7 separate regions of the Mus musculus genome follow, and all the other regions are linked to region 1. A link is a contact called in public Hi-C, HiChIP or PLAC-seq and promoter capture Hi-C data. All regions are on one chromosome and are shown on one strand. Each heading gives the region's core, a stretch centred on a gene start, on an enhancer-like site or on the middle of the called end of the contact. The rest is flanking DNA. Distances are from core to core; before and after follow the strand shown.

Region 1 (3,124 bases), core at 291-2,790:
TTGTATACTTTCTCAATGAACTGGAGGATCTAGTCTTCCTTACGGCTTTACAGCTGAAGCCACGAAAACAAAGTCCCCCCGCCTCCCGGTCTACCTATCATTTATTCTTTAGACCGAAACTAAATCTTCAGATGGACAAAAAAATTTACTTCCCGATCCAAGTGCAGTGTGGAAATAGTATTTTTACAAAAGAAAAAAAGGCACGCACGATGTCTGGTGCGCGATAAGAAACTGTAATGAAATGACCTGTTCTAAAAATTGAAGTGGCGGGGACAGGCATAGCCCACGCCCAGGCAGAGTCCCGCCACCTCCCGCTGGGAAGAACCGGATGGTGCGGGCTGACTGCACTTAGGACCGCCGGGCGCCCGGGGCCCAAGCCCGCCCCTTCCGCTTTCAGGACGCGCGGAATGCGTTAAGCAAGGGAATGGCTCACCCTAAAACCGGATACTCGGTAATTTGCTTTTCCGGCAGGAAGAAACGACCTATCGGCGCACTCTTTTAAATAAACACCTCCTCCTTTGCAAAAGCAATAACCAAGTAATCCAGAAAAATAAGATGTCGAGGACAGCAGTTTTCCTCCTCAAACCACAGAACCAGCCTAGAATCCATTTCTCCCCTTTCGCTACTCCCCCGTCGCCGGGCGAGCAGTGATCTGCTCCGAAAACAAGAAACCGGAAATGCTCCTGCAAGCGGCAGAAACGTAAAGGAGCCAAACAATAACAGGGCCGGCGGGCCTTTCAGACCAAGAGGCTGAGTCGGGCCCCGAGGGCAAATACTTCTGGCTAGCACCGCTAGTGCTTCAGGCTTTTCTTGGATTTTCTTCATCTAGCAGGGTCGAGAAGCGGCTGGAAAAAAAAAGAAATCACTCCAGGGACAAAGGTCCGGAAGTTGCGGGACCTTAGCAGCTAAGGCTCCCCGGATCACCCCGATCTCATCCAGGAACGGAACCCAGGGTTTCATTAGGATGCTATGGGGGGTCTTAAGTCTTAAGCTATGAATCTCGAAAAATCTTAAATCCTGGTGCTTTGTGCATGTTATTTCCGGAGCTTCCATCACCTAGCAGCGGGCAGATAAGTGTGTACAACGCGTAGCGGAGAGAAAACCCCTTAGGCCATCTCAGTGGTCCCTATATGCTCTACTTTGCAGGTGCATGACAGTGAGGCTCGTCGGTCCTAACATCATCATCATCAGCTACCCTCACTACAGCATCTGACATATACACTCCCGTTCATCCCGCCCGCCAAGCTTCCATTCCGCCCATCTCCATCGCGCTGAGTCCCCCCACTGCCCCACCCCCAAACCCCACGGTTTTCTCTAGTTTTATGGATGCAAACGGAGAGAGCCAGTGACCGAGAGGTCTCGTCACGCTCATCAATTACTTACCCAGTCTTCGGAGAAGCGTGACACCCTGCTGGGAAGGAGGAGGATGAGGGCCTGAATGCTAGGTGCCCCCTAACTGTAGTCGCTACCTACAGCCAGGATGGTCCCAATGAACTGAAGCTACAGAACTTTAGCCAGGGTGAGCACGTGGGAGGGGAAAGTCCCAATCCCAGCAACCCCCGCGAGACTCCTGGCACAAAGCTGGATAGTCGCCATAACAAGTAAGGGCAAGTCCTTCCGTGGGTTGAGGGCAAGAAATGGAGGCGGGGACTTGCAGAGTCAGGATTCTCCCTGAGATGTTGCCCTCAGCAGGAACGCTTTGTGAAAAGTCGTCTAAGATATAGAGCTGTGAGGGCAAAATGGGTGGAAACCGATTCGGAGGACTCCTGCCTCTGTGTCAAGTATAAAGAGTGGAAAGAATTAAGTTTTTATCGTAAGTGGACCGCCACTGTTCTGAGCTCTGTGCTCTTTCCTATCCAGCTAGATAGTCATAGCCATCTTTTTGGATTTTTAAGACAGAGTCTTTGTAGCCAAGGCTGGCCTGGAATTCGCGGCCGTCTTCCTGCTTTAGGCCTTCCAAGTACAGGGATGAACCAACACGGGCCCCTAAGTTCTTTTTCCCCTCATTAGCTAAAATGTCACTTTAGAAAGGCTTTTCATAGTATCTCAATCTAACGTGTTCTCCGAGATACTTGGTATCGCACCACCGTGTTTAATTTCCTGTACAGTCCTTATCACTCTCTGTAAAGACTGTTTTCACAGCCTTTAATTGCACAGCAACGAAAACTTTATGGAGATTAAGAACTAGAAAACATTGCTATTTTTTTCCCAATGCCTTGTATAGTCCTGGGTTAGGCAGTAAGAACTTGATAATAAATGTCGAATGAATGAAGGGAGGGCGGGGGAGAAAGGGAAAGAGAGGAACAAGAAGGGGGGAGAGATGGGGAGAAAGGAAACCTGAGGTTACGGGATTCAAAACAAGATAGTCAAGAGGGGCAAAAACTGTAGAAATTATGCGCCCTCTGCAGGCCAGGGAGGATAGGCGCTTTAAGAATTACCCCCAGGGGACGGTAGGGGGCGCTCGTGTAGTTTTCGCCAAGGCCCAGAGTTCAGACTACAACTCCCAGAAACCTCTAGGAATTCTCCAGCGCTTGAGGTGTAGGCAAAGTCGTTCCTTCCCGCCTTCCCGCTCGGAATCGGAGGAGGATGCGGAGAGCCTATCGGAAGGTGGCCCGACTCCCGCGAGAGCAAGAAGCCCTGGCGGCGCCTAGCGACCCTAGGCGCTTGGCTTTGGACACTCGTTCCCTGGTGATTGCTTTAGGTTCGGCTTACATTTTCCGGAAGAGGAAAGCGGACTCCGGTCTCTGAGCATCCCTGGGAACGGTAATGCACTCTAGCCTCGGCAGCTGGTAGCCGGCTCAGCGAGACTTGCCCGACCTCTGCCTTCCGGGGGCTTACTCTACAGAATGAAGACGTCGGAGGAGCGACTCTTAGCTCCGGATAGCCTCCCTCCTGACCTGGCCCCAGCTCCGGTACCCCAAGGTTCCCCAGCGGAGAAAAATACAGACTTTGAACCGGTGCCTCCGCCATGCGGTGGTGATGACCAACCCCAGCTAGCCACAGATCCCGTGGCTAGCTTGGTTGTGTCCCAGGAGCTTCAACAAGGGGACTCTGTACCTCTGGAAGTAGAATTTAATACTTCCAGTGAGTTGAGTCCTGGAATCGAGGAGCAAGATGTTTCTGA
Region 2 (3,124 bases), core at 435-2,934, 430 kb after region 1:
GAAAGAATTATTTCTCCCCTTAAAAAGCTGTCTCCAATCATGACCCAGTAGCAACAAGTCTCAAAATAAAGCTAGGAGATGGTGGCACACACCTTTCACCCCAGCTCTCAGAAGGCAGAAACAGGTGGATAGCTGTATCTGAGGCCAGCCTGGTCTAGCCTGGTCTACAGAGCGAGTTTCAGGACAGCCAGGGCTACACAGAGACACCCCGTCTTAAAAATAAATAAATAAATAATAAATAATAAGAAAAATCTCCTCTAAGCCAACTCATTTACCCCAAAAGCTAGAGTGACCCCTCTGGGTTTGATCCAGCTTCAAGCCTCAGGTGAGACTTATGTTTCTCAGGAGAAAAAAGATAAGAGACAGGTGTAGTAAAATACGTGAGTGTGGCCAGGAAGATGGGGCCAGGACTGAAGCTGGGGACTTGGATGGGATTAGGCATACGGATATGAATGGACACTCCCCGTTTGTGACCCAAACTTGGATGCATAACTCTGGGTAGGTGCTCACTGAAGAACTGGTTCTCCTGGACCAGGGGTGGGACCAGCAAACGTGAGAGGCCCTGGAATAGATGCACATTCGCAGGGGAGGCTCCTGGCACCCACCTACACTAGGAGCTAGGTCCTCACTGTTGGGGCACCCCCCAGACCTTGCCTCACCCCAAGCCTGAAAGGCTGATAACAATCCCCTGGGGCCCCACTCCTCTGGGACAAAGAGGACAAAATCAAATCATACCTGTCTCTTGCTCAAAAAGCATCGCCCTTCTAACCGTAGACGGGAACCTGTGTGACTCAACATCTTGTTGTAGCCACTTTGGCTTCCATTCTGTTTCTGGAACATGTGCCCTTGATTTGTAACACTCCCCCTCCAAACTGTTTTCAGAGTGGTTTGTTTGTTGGTTGTTTGTTTGTTTGTTTGTCTGCTCGTTTGTTTGGTTCATTGTTTGTCTTTGTCTTGAGGTCTGGGTCTGGTCTCCAGTGTCACATCCTTGGCAGACCTTTGCCAGCCACCACACCTAATCCCTCCCCACCAGTCACACCAGCGCGTGCCATCTGGTTTGTGTTTCTGACTACATTTGCCACCATCTGTAAGTACTCCTCTGTTGATGTGGAGTTTGTCCATCGCTCCATTAACTGAAAGCAGGAGTCAGCTTGGGGAATTCTCCGTTGCTTCTCTGATGTTGAGAGCAAAGGTAGGGAGTCAGTCATGAGTCAAACAGATCCCAGAACACCAGTTCAGGGAGGGACTTTCCAGGGCTTCTTCCGACTCCCATTTCTCTGGGACCTCTGTTCCGGGGAAACTTGCTCAAAGCCCACAGAGAAGAGACCGGCACGTGTGACGATTTCCCCACTGGTGGGGAATCCAGCCTCCGTGCCGGAACAACCCCATTAGACAGAGGTGCAGGCTGAGCCTCTCCTGCATCTCCCCTCAGACATGCCGAGTCGGGCAGAAGTCCTCCACACCGCCAGGTGTGTCTTCCCAATAAATCTCCAGAGTTGGCTTTTTGAGGAACCGGATTCCCGTGACCCACCCTAGTCCTTCCCTCTCCTGCTCAGGAGCATTTCGCAGGGCTCGTATGCCTTCTGATGGAGTCTTGATGCCGCATGAGGTGCTGCACTGGGGAGATAGCTGCCTGTGCAGTGGCCTGATCAAGGTTGGAGTTAAAGGGGTCTCTATTTTCCTCCCGTCTTAGCCCAGCTGGCCACAAGAGGGCACCCCTAGAGTTTCTTAGCGCTAAAGCAAAACAAACCAGGATGGTTTTTTTTAGCAAAATCACTGGGCTCTTCAGAGAGAATATATATGCTCCAAACACCTCTTCTATGCAGTAGTGTGGGAATTCCACTCTTCTGGAATCAGGGAGAGACAATCCAGTGTTTGGCACAGTTTGTTCATCAACACACACAAACACACACACACACACACACACAAAACACATATATACACACACCACATACACATCATACACACACCACACACATATAAATACACACACCACACACACCACACACACAGCTCACACACATGTACATCCATATACCACATACATACCATACACACACACATACACACATGACTCCAATGAGACAAGGGGTTTGTTTGAATCCAGAGATTCTGAGACTAGAAGAAAATGAGGAAAGGAAGCCGGTAGTGCACTCTCCGGGCTCTGGGAGACACTCCTTATTTGAACATTTCAGCTGAAGGCTCTTCACCGAAGCTGATAATGGTCTGGGATAGAGTCAAGAGCCCTGTGCAGCCTACTAAAGCCCTCAGCCACCGAAGGCCCTGGTAGAGGGCACAGAGTTACCACTAATTCATCTGACTCTAAAGCTGATTCCCCTGTCACTCGGAGCAAAGGAGACCGCTTGCCAGAATTGGGAGGCAGCTGCGGAATGATTCATGGCTTGGGGCCAGCATGGGCTACATGACTTGGAGCCAGCACGGGCTACATGGCAGGACAGACAGTGAAGAGCATCTGGGGAGAGCTCTGGGCAGTGGCTCCAGGCTCACAGACCTTCATGTTTAAAGATGATGTGACTGAAAGGGGAAAGGGAGACTTCAGCTTCATCCAGACCAGGTGTGTGTGTGGGGGGGGGGGAGTGATTACTCCACAATAATTCAGCCGTCTCACAGATTTCAGCAGCTTCACAACATCCAACTCAGCCAGATGCGCCTCCCTTCAAGTCCCTCAGACACACGGACAGGCTGTGTCACTTCTATAATATCAGCTACCAGAATGCAGAAGCAGAGAATTCTGGACCGTCTCCGTGAAGTCTGGAGATGATAACACCACTTCTGCACGTAAGTCAGCCCAAAGTTCTACATGTGACTCCACCAGTGCACAAGAAGGCCAGGGATGAGCTCTGTACGTGTCCAGGAGCAGAACCGGATATAAGTGGTACCACTAACAGTAGCACGCCCAGAAAAAAAGCCTGGGCTCAGAGCCTTTGCAAAATGCCTAGTCTCTTCCTGAAAATGCCCTGGGTCCAGCTATTCCTTCCGATCTGGATGCTTCACTCCAGGAAGTAAAGGTAGGAACAGTAGACTGGACAGTAGAGTGAGCAGGGAAGGTGCCTGACTCCTAAAAGATGGCCCACAGATTCACTCTTGCTCCTCACCCCAGGAC
Region 3 (3,124 bases), core at 184-2,683, 380 kb after region 1:
TGTGACACAACAGTGTGTGTGTGTGATATATATATAGAGAGAGGGGGTAGGGAAGAGGAGGGGAGGGGGAGGGGGAATGTGGTGGTAGGGGGTGGGGAGAACTGTGTCATTGCTACTTTGTCTATAACCAGGTCAGCCTAGCATATATTCACCATAACTCTTCTCTGGGTCATCCCACATCAGTCCCCAGGGAGTAGGACATCAAACCTAGGAGCCAACACGAAGGTTTCACCCTTTGATAGTAACAAGAAAGCTGATGTAACACACATACTGAATAATCTTGGTTGCTTCTACCTCTTTGCAAAACTTTCAAATTTTTTAGCAACTTGGAGCCTGAATCCACTGCCCTTTTCCAGCGATCTTCTCTTAGCCTAGGGCTCACACACATCCCTGTGCCATGACTTCCAGGTAGGCACCCATAGGGACCACTATACTTGGATGTCTAATGGGCACAGCAAAGAGGATTTCCCAAATCTGTTGTTTCCCTCAAGGGCAAACTCTGTCACTGTCTTCCTTCTGACATCCCTCTCACTCACTCCAGCTCTGCCTTCCCTTCTCCAGTGATCTCAGGGCCTTTGCACAGACAATTCCCCAACAGTAAAACAGCTTACCTAGACATACCACTTGAAAACATATATTTAGTATTATTCTTGATATCTTATTTGAAATTTCACATATGCACACAATGTACTTGACTATATCTACCCCATCCCCCCTACAGCTCTCCCCGACCTTCCCTCAGGTCCCTCCCAACTTCAGATCCTCCTCCTTTTAATAACACACTGAGTCCAATAATTGGTGCCCATAAACACATACCCTGGGCTCACCTCTCACCACCTCTGGGTCTCTGAGGGCCTTTCTCTCGAGCCAAACTTCTCAGGCTCTCACATCAGCAGTGACTGACATCTTCCCCAGCATTGATTATCCTCTAAACTCTAATACATGCTTAGAGCATTTGAATGTCTTTTCCCCCTTGCACTTGACCTTAGTAAACAGTCAGGCAAAGCTAGAGTATTGCCTGGACCCGCACTGGCAGCATCTAATAGTCCTGGCCAGTGATGGCTCTCAAAATCAGTTATTAAAGAAGTGAAAGCAGCCTTGTGGCGTGGGAAGAGTTAAAGGAATGGGGAAGTGGACCCTCACTCACATTTAAAGCTAAGACAGCATGTAAATAAATTTTACACTTGTACCCCACATTCCAGTTGGGTCTGGAACTCACCCTGTGGACTTCAGTCCACTTCCTGTCTCAGCGCCACCCATTGTGACTCCAGGTTTCAGTGTGTCAACCCACCTACTACTTGTCCTAAATTCTAAGGCTCTTCCTGATGGCAAGGAAGCTGAAGGGGAATTCAGTGGGTAGCGAACACATTTCCCCTTAACCTGGTCTGATGGGCGGGGCATCGCTGAGGTTAAATCACCCTGCCAGGTAGTCCAGCTTGCAGTAGAGAGCTAAACTGGTCAGGAGGATGGCGAAATGCAGGGTGAGAGTATCCACGGGGGAAGCCTGTGGGGCTGGCACATGGGACAAAGTGTCTGTCAGCATCGTGGGAACCCACGGAGAGAGCCCCTTAGTACCTCTGGACCATCTGGGCAAGGAGTTCAGCGCCGGTGCTGTGAGTTTTTGGGGAGCAGGCAATGGCGACTGTGGAGGAAGGCAGCCCAGGGGGACCATCCTCAGCATACTAAACAACCCCTCCTAGGAAGAAGACTTCGAGGTGACGCTTCCCCAGGACGTAGGCACTGTGCTGATGCTGCGAGTCCACAAAGCACCCCCGGAAGTGTCCCTCCCGCTTATGTCTTTCCGTTCTGATGCCTGGTTCTGCCGCTGGTTCGAGCTGGAGTGGCTACCTGGGGCTGCACTCCACTTCCCCTGTTATCAGTGGCTGGAAGGGGCGGGGGAGCTGGTGCTGAGAGAGGGAGCAGGTGAGGGGACTGGGGCTGCGGGAGGCACGCAGCAGTGTGTCGCAGGCTAAGCTTGGGGAGTGGAAACCAGGAAAGGGCAGAGGAGGAAGGAGGGGACTGGCAGAAGCAGGAGGTGGTGGCAATCAGCTTGCAGTGGAAGAAGTGTACCCGGGGTGAGGGGACTGGTGGGTTGACAGCAGTAGGAGGGAGAAAGTCTGAAGCCAGAGATCAAGAGAGGATCCTTTCCATCCACGCCCTCACCCGCAGCAAAGGTGTCCTGGCAAGACCATCACCCTACACTGCAGGATCAGCGCCAGAAGGAGCTTGAGTCCAGGCAGAAGATGTACAGGTGAGGAGGGAGATAGTGACCCCTGCAGGAGGACTCACTTATGGGATGGGAAGGAGCCAAATCAAGGACTAATCCCAGACACAGTAGTGTTGGCATTACTGGGCAACTGAGAGAAAAGCAGATTCGCAGGAGCTCTGACTCTGAATGTGATTGAGCAGAGAGACTGGCTTCTTTCCAAGCCTTTCTGGTGACGCTGGCACCCACTGAAGGTTGAAACCCACTGCTCTAACAACCCTGTCCTGTGGCTTATGCCTTCTCCATCTCTCTCTGTGGTTGTTATTGCTTCCGTTTCTCTTTTCTCTCACTGGTGGGGTTGTTGCTTTCTCCCGTAAATACAGGCAGAACTCCCAGCAATTAAGGGTGACCTTCAAAGCCATTCCTAGACAGTACAGAAACTCTCAGACAGGGATGCTTTCCATCTTATCAGCTCAACATAAAGAGTTAGAGCAGAGAGCTACCTACATACTGAAATTACAGTAGGTGGGAATTTCAAGGGGGTAAAGTCAGCTACTGTACTCAGGTGGACATTTTCAAAGTCACCTGGCGCTCTTAATCTTGGTTGCTTTCCAAATCCTGAGCCCCCTGCTTTTGCCCTAGGTCTCTGGAAACTGAGCAAGCACGGGCTCATTTGGTTCCTGGTGATTTGACTTTTGTCATGAAAGCCAGGACACTAAATCTCACAGTGGCAAACAGGGGAGAGGGGCAGATGTTGAAATCTACATCCTCCATGATGCAGGGCCAGTTTAGATCCTAACAAAAAGTGCTGGAAGGTCTTGGGTAAATCACTTACTCTCTTTGATTGATGTTTTTTTTTTTCTTCTGGTTGTTTGTTTGTTCTTTAGAGAGGAAAGAGTTTATTTCATCTTATATCTG
Region 4 (3,124 bases), core at 350-2,849, 370 kb before region 1:
AGAGGGAGTCAGATCTCGTTACGGATGGTTGTGAACCACCATGTGGTTGCTGGGATTTGAACTCTGGACCTTTGGAAGAGCAGTCAGATGCTCTTACCCACTGAGCCATCTCACCAGCCCCTAATTATTATTTTTTATGTGAATGGGCATTTTGCCTGCATATATGTCTGTGTACCACATGTGTACCTGGGGCCAGTGGAAGCCAGAAAAGGGTGTTGGAGCCCCTGGAACTGAAGTTACAGATGGTTGTAGCTTCCACATGTGTGCTGGGAATCAAACCTGATTCTGGAAGAGCAGTCAATGCTTTTATCTGCTGAGCCATCTTTCTTGCCCCTCCACCCTCCTCTTCAGGGAAGAGGAGAAGCAAGAAAAGCAGTCATGACAGGATAGTCCAGAATAAAGTGGTAGTGGTACGGATGAAGAAAACCAATGTGCAAGAGAAGTCAAAACACCAACATTGAGAAGACACCATGAAAGTGACTGGTTAGCTCCTTGGGAAAAGGAACTTGAAGGAGGTCCATACTTGTACGTGTTCGTCATATAAACGGTACCATTCTGGCGGCAGCTAGACTCAGGTCTGGCGTTCCATAGAGGGCTGGGTTGTAGGTTATTGAGCTCTCAGGGGAAGGGTTAATAGAAGAGAGCCACCCCAGAAGTTAGCTACCCTGGTGCAATCCACTAAGGTTCCTCGCTCTCCCTCTAGGTGGCGCCAGAAGCCTTGCACTTCTCTTGGGCCTTTTTCTGAATTGAGCTCTCTCTCCACATTCTTCGCCAGCTCTCTCCCTGGACGTGCTTAGGTCGTGCCCTCTCAGCTGTAGACCCAAAACAGTAGCTGACTCTGGAAAGCTTGTCGCCCACGCGGCCAGCACATGCCTGGAGGCTCAGGGACTTCAGGGAGGGTGGTGTGACTGGCGTGAGCACCTGTCCCTTGGGTCCCCTCCAAGAACCAGTGTAGAGACTATGTGGAGGGGATGGGCCAGTAGGCAGCGCGCCGCCCAGAGATGCGTGGAAAGAAAGGACGATCAGGCATGGTCTCCAGATACACTAGGAACGGAAGTTATTGGTCCCTTGGATCATCTCCTCGTGGGAAGCGTGTCGCGGACCCTTTAAGGCTCCATCTCCTTTGCCCTCCCCCGCCTGGGACAGGCTGGGACACCCGGGACCTGACATTTGGCGGAGCCTAACGTGGGAACTAAAAATAGCCACTCCGGGTTACTTCGGGGCATACACACATACACACACACACACACACACACACACGCGGGCTCTATGTCATCCTGCTGGAGTTACCCCGTACCCTGGCAAGTACATGTAGCCCATACCCTCCTCTTCGACCTTTCAGGGGGACCAGCTGCACTCAATTCTTTCAGAAATTTCGCAGTCCAAGATTTTGGATGGCGGGAAGAGCCTTTTGTTCCAAGGACCCTACTTTGAAAACTCAGAAGCAGGCGGGAACCTTAGGGGCGTGTCTCCCCAGCCAGCACTAGGGCTAGGGGTGGGGGCGTGGCCTTTTGGGGTGTGCGGGCTCCTGGCCAATGGGTGTTGTGAAGGGCGTGTCCTATGGCGGGGCGGGAGTGGGGAGGTGGCTTCAGCTCTCCGCATCTTTCCCCCTCAAGCGGGTCTCACTAGATCCCGGAGAGCCTTGGTGCTCTCCGGTTCCGTGGGTTGTGGCAGTGAGTCCCACCAGACCCGCCCTTTGCACACGGCTTCCGAACGCCGGGGTCTCGTGCCGGCCAGGCCCGGACCCTATACCCTATTCATTTTTTTCTTATTGCAGCGCCTGAGTCTTTTCTTCTTTTAAAACAAGATGCCGTCGGGTTTCCAGCAGATCGGCTCTGACGTAAGGTTCAGCATACCGGGGCGAATTGGGAAATCTGGTCCAGTTTTTCTTGGGCTGAGTTTGGGGTTGGGGTCAGCTAGGAGGCGGTTCTTGCGCAGGCGCAGGGGTTGGAGATGGGGGGCTGGCTATTTATATTCAGCCTAGACAACCCGTGACTGTCAAATTCCAATCCCGCCAAGAGACAGAGTGGGTCCGAGAGACTCTTTACGCGCCCAGGCTGAGAGACTGGATTCTCGGGAATCCAGAACTTGTCTCCTAGCCTACTGTGCACTGCATGGGGTGACACTCTGCCCACGACTCTATTTGGAATGGTAGATCCAGAGTCTCGCCTTCCCTTCCCGGAGCTGTTCAGATTTACGGTGTTTCTAGGACCCGAGCACTTCGGGGGCCCCACCCCCACTGCTGGCTGTCTTCCAGGAGGCTGAACTTTCTCTCGGCCTTGCGGTGGGTGGAGGGGCAGAGGGGAGTGTCAGCCCCCCCCCCCAGCTCAGGTTTCCTCTTGGAGACAGACTGTGCCGCCAGCAGTAGCCACCACTGCCACCGCCCCTCACACCACTCACTACCATCCCTCCTCTTCCCCTGGGCATGGCTCTCTCTCCCTGCTAAAATCCCCCCTCACATCCCCGAGTACTTGGTCCCAGTTTAGGAGCTGAGGGTTGGCTAGGCCTAGACCTAAAAGGCTACCCCAAAGCAATGACCCAGACGCCCTTTCTGGACTAGCCATTCTTGGGCCTGTTTACGGCCTACTGGAGCAAGCTGAGAGAACTTCCAGAAGGAAGAGACAAGGGCTAGAGGTGATGTTAAAACATTATTTATATTAGTTTATAAAACAGGCACTGTCTGGGATACTGTTATAGTTGATTTTGATTTTTCAAGTGTTTTCACAGACTGACAGGTAGCCGAGGGAGGCAATATCACCTGACAGAAGAGGAAATCCAGGTTCAGTTTAGAGTGGGGAAGTGACTTACCCAAGGTCACACAAGTCTTGAGTCTGTCTCAAGGTCACAGGGGAATTTTGAGGTCCAGATCCTCAAACTTTTGCCTGTGGTGTGGACACAGAGATCGGTTTTTTCCTACATGCCCAGGTTCCTGTGGCGTTCTGTTTACAGTGAGATCTTTGTACAATTCCTAATATGGCCCACTTTCTCTCATCCAGTATGTTGGATGGAGCCCAGAATCTTCATGCTGCAGCTAGGCCTGGGCCCCTGAAGGAAGTCAAACATGACTCTACATGACATACCTTCCTTTGTTTCTGTCTGTCCAGGATGGGGAACCCCCTCGGCA
Region 5 (3,124 bases), core at 375-2,874, 340 kb after region 1:
CTCTTAGCTCCACTTCCTGAGTACCAAGGTTACAGGCTCCCATTGTGCCTGATTGATGCTGATATTCTTGTAGATTTTTTTTTTTGAGACAGGGTTTCTCTGTATAGCCCTGGCTGTCCTGGAACTCACGTTGTAGACCAGGCTGGCCTCGAACTCAGAAATCCACCTGCCTCTGCCTTCCAAGTGCTGGAATTAAAGGCGTGCGCCACCACGCCCAGCTTCTTGTGGAATTTTTGTAATTCTACTTGTTTAAAGTTTTTCCCTAAAGCTTGCATATGAGTTGGAAGGCAGGAGAGAGGGAGGGAGGGAAGAGAGAAATTATGCAGGAGATGAAAGATAACAATTTAATCAAAACTAACCACTGAAGGGGTAAATGAATGTCCTGTGCCTGTAGATAGAATACCTCAGAGCAAGGGGGTACGGAGTGGCTGCAGCAGTCCCAAGCCTGGAGAGACCAGTCAACAGGTCCAGACCTTACTTATTGGCTGGCTCTCAGCACACAGGTGTGGCTCACAACTGTGTGTAACTCCAGCATTCTGATGCCTCTTCTGACCTCCATCGGCCATTGCACACATGTGGTGCACACATACATACATACATACATACATACATACATATACTCAGGCACCCATACATATGTAGAAAATAATTTTTTTTTTGAGACAGGGTCTATGTGTAGCCTTGGCTGTCCTGGAAGTCTCTAGGTATACTTGGCTGACTTCGAACTCATAGAGATCCATCCACCTGCCTCTGCTTCCCTTGTGCTGGGAACAAAGGCTATTACACTCTGCTATAAATATTTTTTTTACAGTTAAAATTGCAGCAATTATATGTTTGCTGTCTATCAACCTATGAACAATAGATGGAGTGACAGTTTATAATTGTGAAAAACTTAACATCTATGATGTTCTTCAAAATTTCCCCCTAGCTTTAGTGTCCACGGATGATTTTTAAAATTAACTCTATTATCTTATTTATCTTTGTCTGTATGTACAGACAGTGCACCACCAGGTGCTTTCTCTCAGAAGCTAGCACTGGATCCTCTGGAATTGGAGTTACAGATGATTGTGAGCCATCATGTGGGTGCTGGGAAATGAACCTGGGTCCTCCGAAGAAAGCAGCAAACGCTCCTAACCATTGAACCTTTATCTCTCCTCCTTCCCACAGATGATTCTTTTCTGAGACGGGGTTTCTCTGTGTAGCCCTGGCTGTCCTGGAACTCACTCTGTAGACCAGGCTGGCCTCGAACTCAGAAATCCGCCTGCCTCTGCCTCCCAAGTGCTGGGATTAAAGGCGTGCGCCACCACGCCCGGCCCCACAGATGATTCTTATCTGATTCCCTTTTTGAAGAGACAGCTGAAAAAGATAAACATTTTATTTTCATATGTAAGTCTGACGTTGAATTCGTGCGCGGTGTGAGGTACAGTCCAGATTCGCTTTCTCTCCCTGTATGATTAGTTAAAGCAACTGTGGCTGTCTAGAAGCAGGGCAGACCCCACTCTACAGAGGAGCTGTAGAGACTCTCAACCTCCATCAGCCCGCCCTGTTCTGCTTGATTAAAAGATCCTAATCGGCTTGGAGGGATTAAGGGCTGCAGCGGGCTGTTCCCACACCCCCCGCCCTGGGCTGGGCTGCCAGGGGAGACCGAAGGGGCATCGATCCTGTGACCCCTTAGCCAAGCCCTAGCCCCGGACTTTCCGGTAAGTAATGAATGACCCACACAGGAACTTCGGTCCTGTATGAAGGCGTGGGAGTATTCCCCACTGAACCCCCAAGACTGCTGAAGAGGAAGGGAGGATAAACAATCTAAGTACAAACAGGCTAAACCAAAAAGACCTTGGGGCGATGAGCTGGGCTGCCATCTAGGGTCCTGGAAGCCAAGACACCCTAGGGGGTTGGGCGGAATTTGAGAAACAGGCTTGAGGGGAGAACCTTACGGGAGTGAGTGCTGAGGGCCCTCAACTCTTATCTTGTTCGCTCTGTGTTCACAGAAGAAGGCAATGAGCGCTTGGCTCCTGCCAGCCGGAGGGCTTCCCGGCGCCGGGTTCTGTGTCCCTGCGCGGCAGTCTCCGTCCAGTTTCTCGCGGGTCCTGCGCTGGCCAAGGCCTGGGCTACCGGGACTCCTGCTACTGCTACTGCTCCCATCTCCTTCTGCCCTCTCTGCTGTGTTCAAAGTGGGGGTGCTGGGCCCCTGGGCTTGCGACCCCATCTTTGCACGGGCCCGACCAGACCTGGCTGCGCGTCTGGCCGCCAACCGCCTGAATCGTGACTTTGCTTTAGACGGCGGCCCCCGGTTCGAGGTTGCGCTGCTCCCAGAGCCCTGCCTGACTCCGGGCTCACTAGGGGCTGTGTCCTCTGCGCTGTCTCGAGTCTCTGGCCTGGTGGGTCCGGTGAACCCCGCAGCCTGTCGGCCAGCCGAACTGTTGGCTCAAGAAGCTGGAGTAGCGCTGGTGCCCTGGGGCTGCCCTGGCACGCGGGCGGCGGGTACTACAGCCCCGGCGGTGACCCCCGCTGCAGATGCTCTCTACGTCCTCCTTAGAGCATTCCGCTGGGCGCGCGTGGCCCTGATCACTGCACCCCAAGACCTGTGGGTGGAGGCGGGACGCGCTCTGTCCACAGCACTCAGGGCCCGGGGTTTGCCAGTTGCCCTAGTGACTTCCATGGAGACTTCAGACCGGTCTGGAGCCCGGGAGGCCCTCGGGAGGATCCGAGATGGGCCTAGAGTTAGAGGTAAGCTCCCCAGTAGAGTGCGGGCAAGGTGGGTGGGTCCTGCCGAGAGTGGACAGCGTAGCGAGCCAGCCTCTGTGTCCGTCCGCTCCGCAGTAGTGATCATGGTGATGCACTCGGTGCTGCTGGGCGGCGAGGAGCAGCGCTACCTACTGGAAGCTGCAGAAGAACTGGCTCTGACTGATGGCTCCCTGGTTTTCCTGCCCTTCGACACGCTTCACTACGCTTTGTCTCCAGGCCCGGAGGCTCTGGCTGCATTTGTCAACAGCTCCCAGCTCCGCAGGGCTCACGATGCGGTGCTCACACTCACGCGCCGCTGTCCTCCTGGAGGCAGCGTGCAAGACAGCCTGCGCAGGGCTCAAGAACACCAGGAACTGCCCCTTGACCTCAACCTGAA
Region 6 (3,124 bases), core at 457-2,956, 320 kb before region 1:
CTGACTTGTGACTGCTTTCGCCCCATTTCTTCAGCCAAAACTCATGTTTCCCCGAAGCTGTGTTCTCACCTTCATCCACAGAGGTCCCCTGTTCCAACAGGGCTGAATCTTCTGGAGGGGCCAAGGGCTCAAGGGGAGGTGTGGGGACAGGAGTGGGAGGGCTGAAGCCTGGCTCGGAGGGCAGCACAGTGATCTGGGTGCACTTGCCATAAAGGTCCACAACAGCCCAGACACGAGCAGGCAGGCCTGTGGCTGCCACACCACAATCCCGCCCGTTTACCCAGAGCCGGAGCTCCCCAGTGGCTGTGCGTTCCACACCCACACGGTCCCCTTCGACAAGCTGGTCCAGGTCCTGGCCATATTCCTCCAACACAGAGCGCCCGTCCCGCAGCACTGAGCAGCCTGACACTACCCAGGAGCCTCCCTTCAGCCCGGTGGCACTGCTCGGGAAGTCCAACACACTGGGATCCAGTGCTGTCACTCCAATCTCAATGGAGCCACTCCAGGAGTTGACCTATGAGAGGGTGGTGGACAGAGTTTCTGTATGAAATCCCATCACCAGAGGCCACATTCCAGAGCACCGTGTGCCTCTCACCCTGTCCTCTGAGGCCACTGACATAGACACACAAATAATTTTTGGAACTAGCCTCCATAACTACCAGGACCCACTGGCTCTCAGCATCTGTGTCTGCTGACACGTGTTTTAGCACATCACCCCCTCTACCCACTGAACAAGCTGGTTAAAGGCCCTGGTTTTAACCCGATCTCCTCTTACTTCCCAGTCTCTGTAGCTCCTCAGCCACTCCAATCCCATGCTTCTTAGGTCCACAATGCTCGCTCTCCTACATCACTCTCATTCCCAACCCCAATACTCTAGTAGGGCAAAGCTCCACCCAAATTCATTCTCTTCTCTTTCCAAATTCGTTTTGGAGTCAAGCAAGTCACATACACTCCCTTTTTCGCATGTCTCCTCATCTATCTTTCTGGTTTGGGACGTTTGTCAACAGTTTGCGCTTTTTATTATTTCTCTACTCTTCCATCTCGGGCACCTGTCAGTCTTCCATCCCTAAGAGATTGTGCTAGACGTGTTCACTAGCCATTCTAACCACCGGACCCTGGCTCCCTGTCCTGCGGGAAACGAATGCTCCTTCAGAATGAATGTGTCTGCTCCGTGTCCTTCTCCTTTCTCTTCCCCGGTGCACTACAGTGTGCCGGCTCGCTATCGGTACCTGGAGGCTCGGTTGGAGATGCAGACCTTCTGGCAGTCCTACCGCTTCTCCCTCCCGTCCCCTCCCACTCCCCTCCACACCTCGTTTCAGCTGCCCCGGCTTTGCACCTTGCGGTCGATGCGGACGGTGAAGACGCGTCCATCGCGCAAGGGTTCTCGGCTCAGCACCAGCCCGTGGTTAAACTCTTGGCCCGGCTGCTGCCGCCGCGCCGTGCGCCCGCAGGCCGACAGGCTGACCAAGCGCCCGGTGCGCGGGTGCAGCTCCCCGCCACCGCCGAGACCCCCGCCGGACCCCAGGCCTGGTCCGCTGCTGCCAGGGCCCCCACCCCCGCCGGGCCCCGGTCCTGGCCCGGGGCCCGCCCCAGAGCCCCCACTCCCACCCGACCCCGCCGCCATCGCCGCTGATACCGCGGCCGCGCGACAGCCGCGCTTGGCGGCACCGTGGCAACCGCGGCGGCCAGACGCCCTGGGGGAATACGGCCGGGGGGCTGGGGCCTGGTGTGCTTTACGGCACTGAAGCGTCCGCAGCTAAGGAACCGAGGTCTCTCACGAGGGGAACGGAAGGACGACGGGGTCGGGGGACTGCTTTACGGCCCAGCGGGACGACAGAGGCTACGAGAGCCGGGAAGATTTGGGCTGCTTTTGCGACAGTGGATGGCAGAATCGCCCGCCGCAGGCGTCTTTGCGACGAAGGCGTGCTGGCGCCCAGATACACTTTGCGACGTCGCCCGGCGCCTTGGACCCAACCCTTGTTAGGGAAAAGCGACATATTAGAGCATTCGCCTTAACGCAAGGGCTGGTGGCTTCCCCTAACACCGCACGCTTTAAGGCGATGGAAGTAAACGCTATCTTCGGGACAGAGAAAAAGTAGTTTTATAAATCCAAGTCTCAGCCCTTCACAGTGCCGAGGCCGGAAATGTCGCAATCCGATCACGCATCACACCTCTCCTTGACCCAGTCTCGCACCTCACCCCGCTCCGGCCCCACAGACTTTGCATCACACCTCTCCTACCCGCACACATTTCAAGGCCAACTTGAGCTCTGTGCCAATGAAACTCTTAAATCTTAAAAGTTACTAATAAAAATCCTAGCGGTGTCCCGTTGGGTAATCTCAAGGGACAGAGCGGACACCTCTGAGAGGTTACCTGAGAGCTATTAACAGAACCCAGCCCTACTCAGGCTCTCCCTGGTGTTGCGGGGCTGTGACATCACAAGGCTCCTCACCGCTGGCCAGGCCCCTTGACTGTGATTGGTTGATTCGGAGAAGGGCGGTGATGGAGAAGGGCGGGAACAAATTACAGAGACAAAGAAAGTCTTGGGGTGTAACAATAAGGGAAGGGTGTGCGGAGGAACTCCCAGGCTGAAGTCTGATAGTCGACCTTTCACCTGCCTCAGCGCCAGGGAGAAGAGGCAGAGGAGGTCCGGTCTGACCCGGAGCCCCCAGCGCCCACCGCCCGCCGCGATGGGGGCAGGGCCAACGGGCAGGGCTATGTGCAGCTAGAAGGGTAGGCAGTGGAATTGAAGTGGTTACCAAGTTGAGCTATGGAGAAGCCGGAGTCTCTCGCACCTGTTAGTGGCCTCAGTGCAGAATCCCCTGGGGGGGTTTCTAGGGCAGTACCTGGCAGTGCCAGAGGTATGCAAACAGACACCGGATTACCCCCCGGAGTAGCCTTGCTTCGCGGTCCTGGCTCCCTCTTGCATTCCGGGAACCCTGTAGTCCGCAGTCCTGGTCCAATTCAGCCCTCTGAAGGGGCAGTGACCCTCAATTCAGGACCCGCTCCGCAACTTCAGGAGGTTGCAAGCCTTGGGTCCAGCACATCCCCTGGCACTGGAACTGGTGCAACTAAGGCGTCCACCCCCGGGCCGGAGGAGGCTAAAGTGTACAGCTCGGAGAGT
Region 7 (3,124 bases), core at 300-2,799, 270 kb before region 1:
CAGCGCTCTTCACTGGTGCCAGCTGTCTTCTGACTGTTCAGACCCTCAACTAAACCGCCCCCACTCCTATTAAAGCCACAACTCTTTCTGCGCTGCTTACCATACACTGCCCACCAACCACCCCAAAACCTGCCATGCCCACCTCCTGAAGACCACAGGGGCAGCAGCTGCAGCCACAATGAAGTGGGCGGAGGAGCCGGAGCACCTCGCGGTCCCCAGGGTCCGCTAGGCGGATTCGAAATGGTCGGCGGGCACCACAGCACAGGCGGGCACAACAGTTGCTCTCTTCAGCTGCCTGACCCAGTTGCTGTCCGGTTCCGGAGCGAAGTTCATACATATTACAGGTCTCCCAGCCTAGGAACGCTGGGAAGGGCAACACGCTGAGGCTCGGGGGCCACCTGCCCAGAAGCTAACCACTGCCATAAAGATCATGAAGCCCATCTTGCTCCATCCATCTCCTACTCACTTTCCACTCGTTCAGCCTTCTGATGAATCAAGATTTGATCAATCTGTAAAGAGTTAAGAGCAGCGTTGACCTTATCCGTCACCTCGAACTTCAGTTCTCCTCCCAGCCATCCTCTCTCTCACTCACCTGCACTAGGAATTCGAGGCCAGGAGGCACCCCTGGCAATGGCACGAAAGGAGCAGGAGGCCCTGGAGCCACTGGGCCTGGCGAGGGGAAGAGAGCGAAGCCGGGAGCAGGGGCAGGCACCTGGGTGGGCACTGGAGCTTGTCCCGGTCCAGGATGCAGAGCCACCGGCTCTGGATACCCAGATGGCACGGGGTAGGGAGGTGGGGGTGAAGGGGCATAGCCTTTGGGGGGCAAGTAGCCTGTAGGGGAGCAGGAGTAGATTAGAAAGTTATCTGTGGACTCTTCTTTCACAGCCCAAGGACCAGGAGCACCCGCGGAAAACGTAAGAAGAGGCAGAGAATGATGGGGCGGAGGGGCAGGGCGGTGGCTCCCCAGGAGGAAGGGAGGGCCCCACGCAGCCAGTCTGAGCACATTCCTGGAGAATGTGTTCGACACCCGGCACCCAATTTCGTGGGGGCAGGGGGGAATAATGGAGACCCCAACCTAGCGTCAACGTACCTGCCATGGGAATCAGGAGGGGAGTCTTGGGCTTTTGGCGTAGGGGAGACTTAGTTCTGGAGTGGGACAAGCTCGGGAACAGCTAGACAGACACAGAAACAAAGACGGACAGGCAGAGGCGAAGAGGTAGCTGCGCCCAGTACGGGCCCAGGGTCTCTAGGGCGGCACCTAAGACTCGGGGAGAAACCGAAAGTGTCAGCGGGCGGGGCGGGGTACCTAGGACCCTGAATTTTCTTAGGGGCCCCAGGACCGCCCCCTCCCTTTGTTCTCCCATTTTTTCTACGGAGATGGCTGTTGGCAGACGGCAGGGCAGATGGTCCTGAGGTCAGACAGATGACCTGACCCCGAGGAAAGTCTCCTTAACCCCTCTATGGTCCGGCTCACCTGAAGCCCCCAGAATAAGTCGGGGGGCCACGCACTCCGGGGCTCACAGGCGCTGGTGGAGGCGGGCCCAGATCTGACCCCACCCCCGGGTCGCCTAAGTCCCGCCCCCCAGTCCGGGCGGGGCGACTGCGCAGAAAGCAGGCGCTTCTCCTCCCCCGGGGCCGCGGACCTTGGACCTTGTGCGCTTTGTTCACCGTGGTTCCGCCCCTTCCGCTCCGACTGCAGAGGCTTGGAGACCTGGCCTGTTGGAGGGTGATTGCGGCCCTATCCCCAGCAGCAAGACCCTCGCCTTTTCCGCGGGTTGCTGCTCTGCCTCCCCACCGCGTGGCTGCTCCGGTCCCCGGGATCCTCCTCCCAAGGGCGGGGCGGGCCTCGCTGACGCAGCGGAACACCATTCACACTCATTCCTTGCCTCCCAGACTTGGCTCGGTGTTCTTCTCAGGGCGACCTCGCTGTGTTCTCCCCCTGTCACAGCGTTGACCCACTCAGTCACCTCTCAGTTCAGGCACGCCCATTACACGCGTGACAGACTTTCAAAAGGTAACAGTAATGAATGTGCATGAGGTAAGGCTCAGGGAAAGACACTTGAACAGAACAGGCCCTCCATTCCCCAGTATGGAGGCAAAACATGCAATCCCAGCGTTTGGGAAAGGAGAGGCAAGAGGAGAGTCACAAGTATGAGGCCAGTCTGTTTTACATAGTTCCAGACCAAGTCAGGGCTACAATAGGGAGACTCTCTCAAAAGACTCCTTTCCTCAAAAGAAGATAGCATAGTATCTGGGCAGGTGTGGAGGATCGCGAGTTCCAGGTCAGCTTGGGAGTGACCTGGGTCACTAGGGGAGATATTAAAGAAACAAAGCCGAAACTAGCCCATCACTTGTGCCTGGGTCTTAACTTCCTATCAATTGTATATTAGTGCTTGGGGTGCAGACTAGGGATTCTTAGAATTCTAGTTTTTATTGTACAGCCTAAACTGAGAACTACTGTGTCAGAACAACCCAGGAGGCTGTGGGCAGGCCAAGGTAAGGGAGAGGTTCTTACAGAAATCTGGTCCTACTGTGGTGGATTGCACCAGAGACCAGGGCAGTGAGGCAGTGTTGATGTGTATATGAGGGAACATGACTTCATTATGCCTCAGAGATAGGATGTAAGGAGAAAATTGCAAGTTGAGTCATGCTAGGCCTCTGAGACCCTTCTGCACAGCACAGACCCCTCCTCCCCCTTGCCTTGCTGTGCTATGTCATTTACTGCCTGCCCGTGCAATCCCTGGCTTCATATATCTTGGTCTCTCTGTTGACCTTTCACCTCTAAGATCCCGTTCCTTTGGGGGTACTTCTTACTAGTGCTGAAAACCCAGCAAATGAGCGGAAGGAAGCTTTAACTGTCCCCAAATGCCAAATAAGCCCACTTCAGTGTAAGGTTGAGCACAGAGCAATGGGTGGTCTTACCAACAAGGGCCATGTTTCCACTGCTGAGGTCTGCATTCTTTTTTTTTCTTTCTTTCTTTTTTATTAGGTATTTTTCTCGTTTACATTTCCAATGCTATCCCAAAAGTCCCCCATACCCACCCCCCCAATCCCCTACCCACCCACTCCCTCTTTTTGGTCCTGGCATTTCCCTGTACTGGGGCATATAAAGTTTGCAAGTCCA

Evidence for each region. Promoter capture Hi-C pulls out the DNA fragments that hold promoters and counts their contacts. Hi-C and Micro-C count contacts between places; a contact is called where the count stands out from the background. HiChIP or PLAC-seq counts read pairs in DNA pulled down with a chosen protein or histone mark.
Region 2: a contact with region 1 is called in a promoter capture Hi-C map of hippocampal neurons, with 4 times the contacts expected there. The contact joins the enhancer-like site here to the promoter of Trp53 in region 1. A contact is called at or near these places in 4 of 39 promoter capture datasets (cranial neural crest, hippocampal neurons and liver), 1 of 484 Hi-C or Micro-C datasets (bone marrow-derived macrophages), 3 of 115 datasets of contacts at active chromatin or transcription factors (embryonic stem cells and large pre-B cells) and 1 of 9 other capture datasets (liver).
Region 3: a contact with region 1 is called in an H3K27ac HiChIP or PLAC-seq map of trophoblast stem cells, with 4 times the contacts expected there. The contact joins the promoter of Alox8 here to the promoter of Trp53 in region 1. A contact is called at or near these places in 8 of 39 promoter capture datasets (cranial neural crest, embryonic stem cells, frontonasal cranial neural crest and 4 more), 5 of 115 datasets of contacts at active chromatin or transcription factors (acute myeloid leukemia, effector CD8 T cells, embryonic stem cells and 2 more) and 2 of 9 other capture datasets (adipose tissue and pancreatic islet).
Region 4: a Hi-C map of muscle stem cells shows a contact between it and region 1, with 3 times the contacts expected there. The contact joins the promoter of Slc2a4 here to the promoter of Trp53 in region 1. A contact is called at or near these places in 7 of 39 promoter capture datasets (the 3T3-L1 cell line, cranial neural crest, embryonic stem cells and 4 more), 1 of 484 Hi-C or Micro-C datasets (muscle stem cells), 3 of 115 datasets of contacts at active chromatin or transcription factors (embryonic stem cells, memory CD8 T cells and pancreatic cancer cells) and 1 of 9 other capture datasets (adipose tissue).
Region 5: a contact with region 1 is called in an H3K27ac HiChIP or PLAC-seq map of trophoblast stem cells, with 4 times the contacts expected there. The contact joins the promoter of Gucy2e here to the promoter of Trp53 in region 1. A contact is called at or near these places in 7 of 39 promoter capture datasets (the 3T3-L1 cell line, the SN4741 cell line, cranial neural crest and 4 more), 6 of 115 datasets of contacts at active chromatin or transcription factors (bone marrow-derived macrophages, embryonic basal ganglia, embryonic stem cells and 2 more) and 2 of 9 other capture datasets (adipose tissue and liver).
Region 6: a contact with region 1 is called in a promoter capture Hi-C map of pre-B cells, with 6 times the contacts expected there. The contact joins the promoter of Neurl4 here to the promoter of Trp53 in region 1. A contact is called at or near these places in 18 of 39 promoter capture datasets (the 3T3-L1 cell line, the C10 cell line, cranial neural crest and 10 more), 1 of 484 Hi-C or Micro-C datasets (embryonic stem cells), 6 of 115 datasets of contacts at active chromatin or transcription factors (the HPC-7 cell line, the SCID.adh cell line, bone marrow-derived macrophages and 2 more) and 3 of 9 other capture datasets (adipose tissue, liver and pancreatic islet).
Region 7: a contact with region 1 is called in a promoter capture Hi-C map of embryonic stem cells, with 6 times the contacts expected there. The contact joins the promoter of Plscr3 here to the promoter of Trp53 in region 1. A contact is called at or near these places in 16 of 39 promoter capture datasets (the 3T3-L1 cell line, 3T3-L1-derived adipocytes, the C10 cell line and 10 more), 5 of 484 Hi-C or Micro-C datasets (CD4 T cells, embryonic stem cells, erythroblasts and 2 more), 6 of 115 datasets of contacts at active chromatin or transcription factors (the 230-238 cell line, the HPC-7 cell line, the SCID.adh cell line and 3 more) and 3 of 9 other capture datasets (adipose tissue, liver and pancreatic islet).

What each region holds. Positions count from the first base shown.
Region 1 is chr11:69,578,775-69,581,898 of GRCm38.p6, reverse strand. It overlaps Trp53 (transformation related protein 53), which reads right to left and starts at 1,540. Exons shown (of 11, transcript NM_011640.3): 1 at 1,384-1,540. Wrap53 (WD repeat containing, antisense to Trp53) reads left to right here and starts at 2,650. Exons shown (of 10, transcript NM_144824.3): 1 at 2,650-3,124. The coding sequence starts at 2,847.
Region 2 is chr11:69,149,206-69,152,329 of GRCm38.p6, reverse strand. No RefSeq gene overlaps it. Among named protein-coding and RNA genes, the nearest start is that of Alox12b, 6.3 kb to the left of the region's middle. Within about 2 kb of position 1,684, at least 37 of the 459 cell types and tissues checked have an H3K27ac peak or open chromatin away from gene starts, as enhancers often do. A contact at or near this core is called in hippocampal neurons, where this site is marked.
Region 3 is chr11:69,196,152-69,199,275 of GRCm38.p6, reverse strand. It overlaps Alox8 (arachidonate 8-lipoxygenase), which reads left to right and starts at 1,433. Exons shown (of 14, transcript NM_009661.4): 1 at 1,433-1,613; 2 at 1,701-1,923; 3 at 2,170-2,251. The coding sequence starts at 1,467.
Region 4 is chr11:69,946,665-69,949,788 of GRCm38.p6, reverse strand. Slc2a4 (solute carrier family 2 (facilitated glucose transporter), member 4) reads left to right here and starts at 1,599. Exons shown (of 11, transcript NM_009204.2): 1 at 1,599-1,840; 2 at 3,105-3,124. The coding sequence starts at 1,808.
Region 5 is chr11:69,235,522-69,238,645 of GRCm38.p6, reverse strand. Gucy2e (guanylate cyclase 2e) reads left to right here and starts at 1,624. Exons shown (of 19, transcript NM_008192.3): 1 at 1,624-1,700; 2 at 1,992-2,730; 3 at 2,824-3,124. The coding sequence starts at 2,001.
Region 6 is chr11:69,900,398-69,903,521 of GRCm38.p6, reverse strand. It overlaps Neurl4 (neuralized E3 ubiquitin protein ligase 4), which reads right to left and starts at 1,706. Exons shown (of 29, transcript NM_001013414.3): 1 at 1,337-1,706; 2 at 70-514. The coding sequence starts at 1,624. It overlaps 2810408A11Rik (RIKEN cDNA 2810408A11 gene), which reads left to right and starts at 2,608. Exons shown (of 9, transcript NM_001382461.1): 1 at 2,608-3,124. The coding sequence starts at 2,771.
Region 7 is chr11:69,845,042-69,848,165 of GRCm38.p6, reverse strand. Plscr3 (phospholipid scramblase 3) reads right to left here and starts at 1,549. Exons shown (of 8, transcript NM_023564.4): 1 at 1,475-1,549; 2 at 1,091-1,258; 3 at 593-831; 4 at 467-509; 5 at 143-363. The coding sequence starts at 1,097.